2 separate regions of the Mus musculus genome follow, and region 1 is linked to region 2. Evidence: chromatin contacts called from public Hi-C data. All regions are on one chromosome and are shown on one strand. Each heading gives the region's core, a stretch centred on a gene start, on an enhancer-like site or on the middle of the called end of the contact. The rest is flanking DNA. Distances are from core to core; before and after follow the strand shown.

What was found. A called contact is a pair of places that touch in the nucleus more often than the background predicts.
Region 1: a Hi-C map of cortical neurons shows a contact between it and region 2, with 1.6 times the contacts expected there. The contact joins two enhancer-like sites. A contact is called at or near these places in 4 of 39 promoter capture datasets (embryonic stem cells, liver and stem cell-derived epiblast-like cells), 9 of 484 Hi-C or Micro-C datasets (the N1E-115 cell line, bone marrow-derived dendritic cells, cerebral cortex and 4 more), 7 of 115 datasets of contacts at active chromatin or transcription factors (the SCID.adh cell line, SST interneurons, bone marrow-derived macrophages and 3 more) and 3 of 9 other capture datasets (embryonic stem cells, liver and pancreatic islet).

What each region holds. Positions count from the first base shown.
Region 1 is chr16:17,089,184-17,092,273 of GRCm38.p6, forward strand. It overlaps Ppil2 (peptidylprolyl isomerase (cyclophilin)-like 2), which reads right to left. Exons shown (of 21, transcript NM_001252444.1): 13 at 3,032-3,090; 14 at 2,673-2,706; 15 at 1,992-2,109; 16 at 919-975; 17 at 398-470; 18 at 245-307; 19 at 1-98. Among named protein-coding and RNA genes, the nearest start is that of Ppil2, 21 kb to the right of the region's middle. Within about 2 kb of position 1,513, at least 19 of the 459 cell types and tissues checked have an H3K27ac peak or open chromatin away from gene starts, as enhancers often do. A contact at or near this core is called in cortical neurons, where this site is marked.
Region 2 is chr16:16,910,540-16,913,664 of GRCm38.p6, forward strand. Ppm1f (protein phosphatase 1F (PP2C domain containing)) reads left to right here. Exons shown (of 8, transcript NM_176833.4): 3 at 400-542. Among named protein-coding and RNA genes, the nearest start is that of Ppm1f, 16 kb to the left of the region's middle. Within about 2 kb of position 1,477, at least 162 of the 459 cell types and tissues checked have an H3K27ac peak or open chromatin away from gene starts, as enhancers often do. A contact at or near this core is called in cortical neurons, where this site is marked.

The DNA of each region.
Region 1 (3,090 bases), core at 263-2,762, 180 kb after region 2:
TATGTCTGGGGTCCCTGGTTTCCAGGCTGGGGCTGACTCATCTTGACCTTGGCCTCTGGATCCACCTGATGCTGTGTCTTCTTCCGTTCCTGGGCAATCTGGGAGGTAGCAAAATGTCTGATAAAGAACCCAAGGGCTGGCTCTTCTCACCCCCAGCTAGGAGGGAGGGCCAAGGCTGATACAGAGCCTCCAGTGTGCCCTCCTGCTCCTAACAAGGCCATGATTTGCTTGGCACCTTCCTTACCTGGGCATCAGCCTCCTCATAGGGGTCCACAAACACTGTGGTTGTACATATGAGCACTTCCTCCTGGTGGCAGAAAGCTCTGTGAGCAGGCAAGCAGACTTCCCCAAACAGCACCCAGTGGGCAGTTGTGCTTTGTTCTCCCTAGGCACATACCTTAGGACGGTCAGTTTTAGGGTCACTCTCCACATTCTCCATGGCTGTCAGCGTGTCAAAGCCCCCAACAACCCTGCAGCAGATTGACAGAGTTGACTGGGTACCAGAGTGCCCCGAGCAGAGAGAGGCATCACGGCAGAGCTGAGACATGCCATGAAGAGGACTGGCAGACAGTGCAGAGCCTCAGAAAGGTCAGTCCAGTCACCAGGCAGGACAGGATGCACCACAACACAGAAATGAGCAGCACACCACACCCAGCCAGGTTTGGTGACTAAAGTGTTCCTGGATGAGCCACAATCCGTGTTTCCATACTTCTTCCCCCCAGTTTGCTAAGGCAGGATCTTGTATGAACTATGGCTGCCTGGGTGTCTCCTCCTCTTGGCCCCACAGGCCAGGAGAGCCAACCTTCCCCTATAGAAATACCCAGTCCTCAGTGGTGGTTGGAGGGATAATAGCCATGTCTGGGGAAAGGCAGTGAAGGCCCACACTGCAATCCAAATATTTACAGCATCTACTCTTACCGTCCAAAGATGGTATGCTTCTTATCCAGGTAAGCGCAGGATCGGAATGTGATGAAGCTGGGGAAAGTACAGGGAGATGAGGAAGCAGCAGGCTGTCCCAATAGTGTGCTCTAGGCTAGTAATGACTGCTCCTCAATAGAAGCCCTGCCCAGCTTGGAGCTTCCTTGAACCCGTGTATGCTGCCCACTGCCTGTCTCTGCTAAGGCTACAGAGGTAAATCCAGACCTCTGGCTCTCCGGAGAAAGCCGGAGTTTGGTTGCCAGACCTCCCTTGGAAGGCAAGCAGGAGAGGCAGGTGGCTTGAACATAGTCATTAGACTCTTTGGAGGAAGGAAATGGAGTGACTCAAGCCCATCATGAGCCCTGCCAGAGGCAGAGGACTGAGTCAGGCTTCCAGGGTGTCTGGAAGAAGCTCTAGACTACAGTCTGTAAACAGGGGAGAGCAAAAGGCTGGACAGCATGAGACAAAGGTGGGAGCACCTGCAATCCTAGCAGGAGGCTGAGCTCGGCCCAGCCTGAGCTACAAGACCTCTCTGAATAAATCAAAAGGAAAGCAGGAAGTATGATATCCCTACCCAGAGCGGCAAGAGGACAGTCCTACAGGGCCAACAGGACAGCAGCCTTCCCCTGATAGCCACATCTAGTGAGGCTCAGAAGGCTGAGTCTACAAGCTGCAATGAGCATGCCTCACCCAGCAAACAGGGGCATTTCTGAGGCCACCAAGCACACACTGTGTACACTTGGTCTCATTTGACTGTACTGCCCTTAACCTCACTATGGAACCAAGGATGCCAGAGCTGACTGTTGCCATCACCTCACAGGTGTGTGCCACACACTCCCATTTCTGCCTGACCTACCTAGAGAGGACTTTGGTGCCTATCTTTAAGTACTATCTGCAGCTCGGAATGCTATTCAACCCGCTGACCTGGGCTCCTTTATTGAAGGGACCTAGGCTTCATCTAGGTTACTTTGATTGGATTTAACTTAGGCTGAGCACAACTTTTAGGGAGACCTCTTAGGTCCTTTGGATATCACCCCCAGCAGCTGAGTAAAAAGAGCTGGACATGGACTCACAACTGAGATTTGTTGGTGTTGGGCCCCGAATTGGCCATGCTGAGCACCCCACGGCCCGTGTGTGAAAGGTTGGGACGGAACTCATCTTTGAAAGGCTTGCCCCAGAATGACTCTCCACCTAGAACAGAGAGAAGCACTGTCAGTGGTCAGCCACAAAGCCTAGTAGAGAAGCATCAGGGAGCCGTGTCCTTGAGGCAGCCTCCCTGATTACTTCTAGATGCCAGAGCCTTCTATACAAGCTGACACTGCTTTCTCACCTGTGGGCCAGGGCTGAAGGCTTAAGCTACAAGGCATCATTCTAACACATGGGTCCAAGTCATAGTTGGCCCATGGAGTTGGAGGCTTGGGGAAGATTGCTGTGCTCTGCAGGAGCAATGGGGGCACCTTCTTGCATGACAGGAATGCATGGCCAGACCTCCTGAGAGTGAACAAGTGGTTTCTGAGAACTTCACCTCCCTGTCTTGTTATGGTAGGACCCTGAGGATTAGGAAAGAGGCCCTGATACTGTGGAAAAAGTAAGGGGCATGCACAAGGTAGGCCACAAGGCCAGCCACTGAATGGCCAGCCACCCCCAAGTTTGAAAGATTATATACCCAGAACTTAAAACCCAGCTCCCTACCAGGCCCCACAGAACAATCACATTTATTATTCCAACAGAACAAGGCTGGCACCAGCACCTACCTGTGCCTGTACCTGTGGGGTCACCGCCCTGGATCTGCAAAAATAAAACCCAGTGAGGCCATTGGCTCTGATGATGCTGATCACCCCACACACCCTGCCGACTAACTGGACAGGCTTCCCACAGGCATGTGCTGCAATAAGGACAGGGACCTCCTCTCTGACCCCAGCTAGGTCTTCCTGGATGAGCACTGAAGGGCCAGCTATAAGATCCCTGGCACAAGATACACCTGAAGACCCTACCCTGGCCACACATGGCCTGGAACGAGGTATCTGGAACCGGGAAGGTATGAGCCTGTTTGTTTCCTGGATGTTCCCCATGTCATCAAGCATCTATGGCCACATCAACCTATACCACTCACCACAAAGTTCCTGATGGACCTGTGAAAGATGGTACCATCATAATACTGTTTCTTGCAGA
Region 2 (3,125 bases), core at 227-2,726:
CTTTCACAAGCCAGTCGTACTGAAGCAGGCATCCATCCTACTCCAGCCATAATCTCATCTTTCTTAGTGCTATCCACAGTAAACCAACTTACAAGAGCTCCCATCTGAGACAGTAACCTCAGCATATAAAATGGGGGATACAGTTCAGCACTTAACATGCCCTGCTCCCAGGGGTTACCAGCTTGAGCATCAGGGATCCAAGCTTCAAGGATACCTTTCCAACACATCCCAGCAAATGCCGTGCCCCTGGTGTTGTGTAAATATCCATTCCGGGTCCCTGAAGACAGAGATCACCTGCTTGTGATGACACCAAGAGGAAGGTATGAGCCATCATCTCCATCTTCAAGGTGGAGGATGCCAGGAGCTGCTCCAGCCCCGCCTCTCACATCTTCTTCCTAGGAACGCTCCCCCATCGTTTGCTGTGGCTGTGACCCACGAGGCAATTTCCCAGCTGCTGCAGACAGACCTTTCTGAATTTAAGAGGTTGCCTGAACAAGAGGAGGAGGAGGAAGAGGAGGAAGAAGAGAAAGCCCTCGTGACCTGTAAGTTCCACTCATATGGCTCTGGGATTGTTTAACAAGTGACAAACTCAGATTGACACTAAAGGTCAGTGCCAGCGTGCCATCAGGACAGCAGTGTTGGAGTTCAGCAAGAGCACGATGTGGCATAGAAAACCTGCAATGGACTGAGCAGCACGTGGGTCAAAGGCGGCCAGTGAGACGGTGGCCCACCTTTGTGCTGTCTTGATGGTGCTTCAGAGCACATAGAAATGAGTGGTGCCTGTCCTGCCTTACACACGAGAAGTGCAAGGTGTTGGTTCACAGCCACACAGCCAACCTCACCTGTACTCACTGTCCCCCTTGGCTAACACGAGGCCCTTAGCAGAGTGGCACATCCACCTCGGGGAGGGGGCAACTGTTGTCTAGGTCCCCTGCCTTGACTTACCTTAGTTGGGATCATTAGATGTCAGTGATCCCAATCATGAGGTGACGAAGATGGACATTTCGTGTCCACTGGCTACAGCCATCAGTGAGTTGAGCCCTACAGTGGTACACCAAACCAAAGGAACCCAGGAACAGAACGGGGAGCAAACGCCAAGAGGCCCCAAGACCACTTGACAGAGCGTTTGTTTATAAAATCCAGGCTCTTTTTCTGCATGACTCTCTTTCCTCCTATTTTGCTGCAGTACCAGAAGTATTAGGAGGGAAGTGGTGGCTGCAGGTATGCACACAGGATGTGGGCCGAGTTTCCAGGCAGTAGAGGGAGCCTCTCTTTGCCCAGCTTTAGGCCATGTGTAGAAGGACAAAGAACACTGTAGGAGAAAAAAGAAACCTACTTCAGCCTTAGCACTTGCGCCTACCAGCCACTCTCCTCACCCCCCATTTCTGGCCCCTTCCGCAGCTCCCTGCCAGCCTTCAAGCCAGCATGGCCTTGCCCCCTGCCTAGGAGACAACTATCCATAAAGACAGGCGGCCATTGTTCTCTATAAAGCCAGCAGACAATCCAGTCTGGCAGCAGCTGCCGCCAAGGCCCATCCTTACCCCTCCAGCTAGGAGACAGTATCACCTGCTGGTGGGAAGGAGAATTGCAGCCGGCAAACCAGGCCTTAAACCCAGGCGTCTGGAGAAGGGATGTGCCTTCCCCGCCTTCCCTGCCTGTCCCAGAGCTGCCATGCAAGCCTAGGCTTGTAGCCTTGCGCACTGTTGCAAGTCTGTTGTTGGCACGCTGTTCTTGCCAGCTGTCTCAGCACATTCTTTGAGGCTTATTGCCCCAGGCAGAAATGTGACTAAGGCACCTCCATGCCCACCTACCAGCACTTCCCTGTGATTGTTGTGAAGATAGACCTCCCGGGCAGTTCCTAAGGCTCAAGACTATAGCCCTTGGCCAGAAAATCAGGGTAGGACTCCAAGAGCCTGAGGCTGAGCATTACCGTAGGGCTTGCCATCTTCATTTTTAATTGCCCATTCTTCCTCTTGAGCAAAATTCAAGTCTAAACCTATTGCTGGAAATAGCAGTGTAACCAAAGGCTAAAAAGAGACAGCCCAGGCCTAGAGGCCCAGCCTTGCTCAACGTTCCCTCCATACCAGCAGTCTCCAGGAGCAAGGAGACCACAACAGCTCTCCAGGTAGTCATGGAGTCTACCTGTGTACAGAGGAGGAAATGAAAGACATGAGAAGTAATGTGGTTAGGGATGGGCTTAGACACAGGAAACTTGAGTTCTTCAGGGTCCCATTTAGAGCTGTGGTCCCTAGGCTGGGCCTAACAAAGTCAGTTCTCCAGCTCCTCAGCCTCCACTCCCACAGCTGCTGCTAATAGTCCCCAGCATGATGGCTGCAGCAGACTAGATGGCCTGCCCCCAAGCAGGCTTGTTAGACTTACCCTTCTCCCTGCTCATTGCTTTCCTCCCATGCCTCCCTCCAGCCTCTTCCACTCCTCCCGTTTCTTCCATGGCCATACTTCTGACTAAGCACACTTCTCCCAGTTCTCCTTGTTCCTCTGCTGTGGCCTTTGATACTTGAACCCTCTGGTTGGGGGTTGGGAAATTGGGGTGGGACTTTTGTTATTGATGTTCTAGTTTTTTCTACCTTTTACATGTACATGTACATTATTTTGAAATAATAAGTATGCATGCAGTGAATTATGAGAAATAACAGAGATATCCCGACTATATATACACGACCCCGTTTTCCTCCTAGGAACATCATAGAAAACTATAACAGTATGTCACACACAAGATCTGAATATGGTCAGACACAAGCCAGCTTCCTTATTGCAAGGATTCTACATGTAACCTTCCACAGGCCACTAACTCTCCTTCCCTGCTGTAGCCAGTCCTTAACTCCCAACGGTGACTAGTTTTCATCATTTCAAAAAGGCCTATCACTGGAATCGCACGGCCGACAGTTGGGGTTAGTGTCTTCCACTTGGTGTGATTCTCTGAAGATGGACCTGGCCACTTCACTCAGTTCTCCTGGACCCTTACCCAAGGCTCAGCTAGCTGCTGAGCCATTTATAGATTGGAAGCTGGACAGATCACAGATTTGGGATATTACAGATGTAGCTGGTATGATTCATGCACTGTTCTTATGGGAACAGCCCTCATTCTTCTAGGATTCATGCCCAAG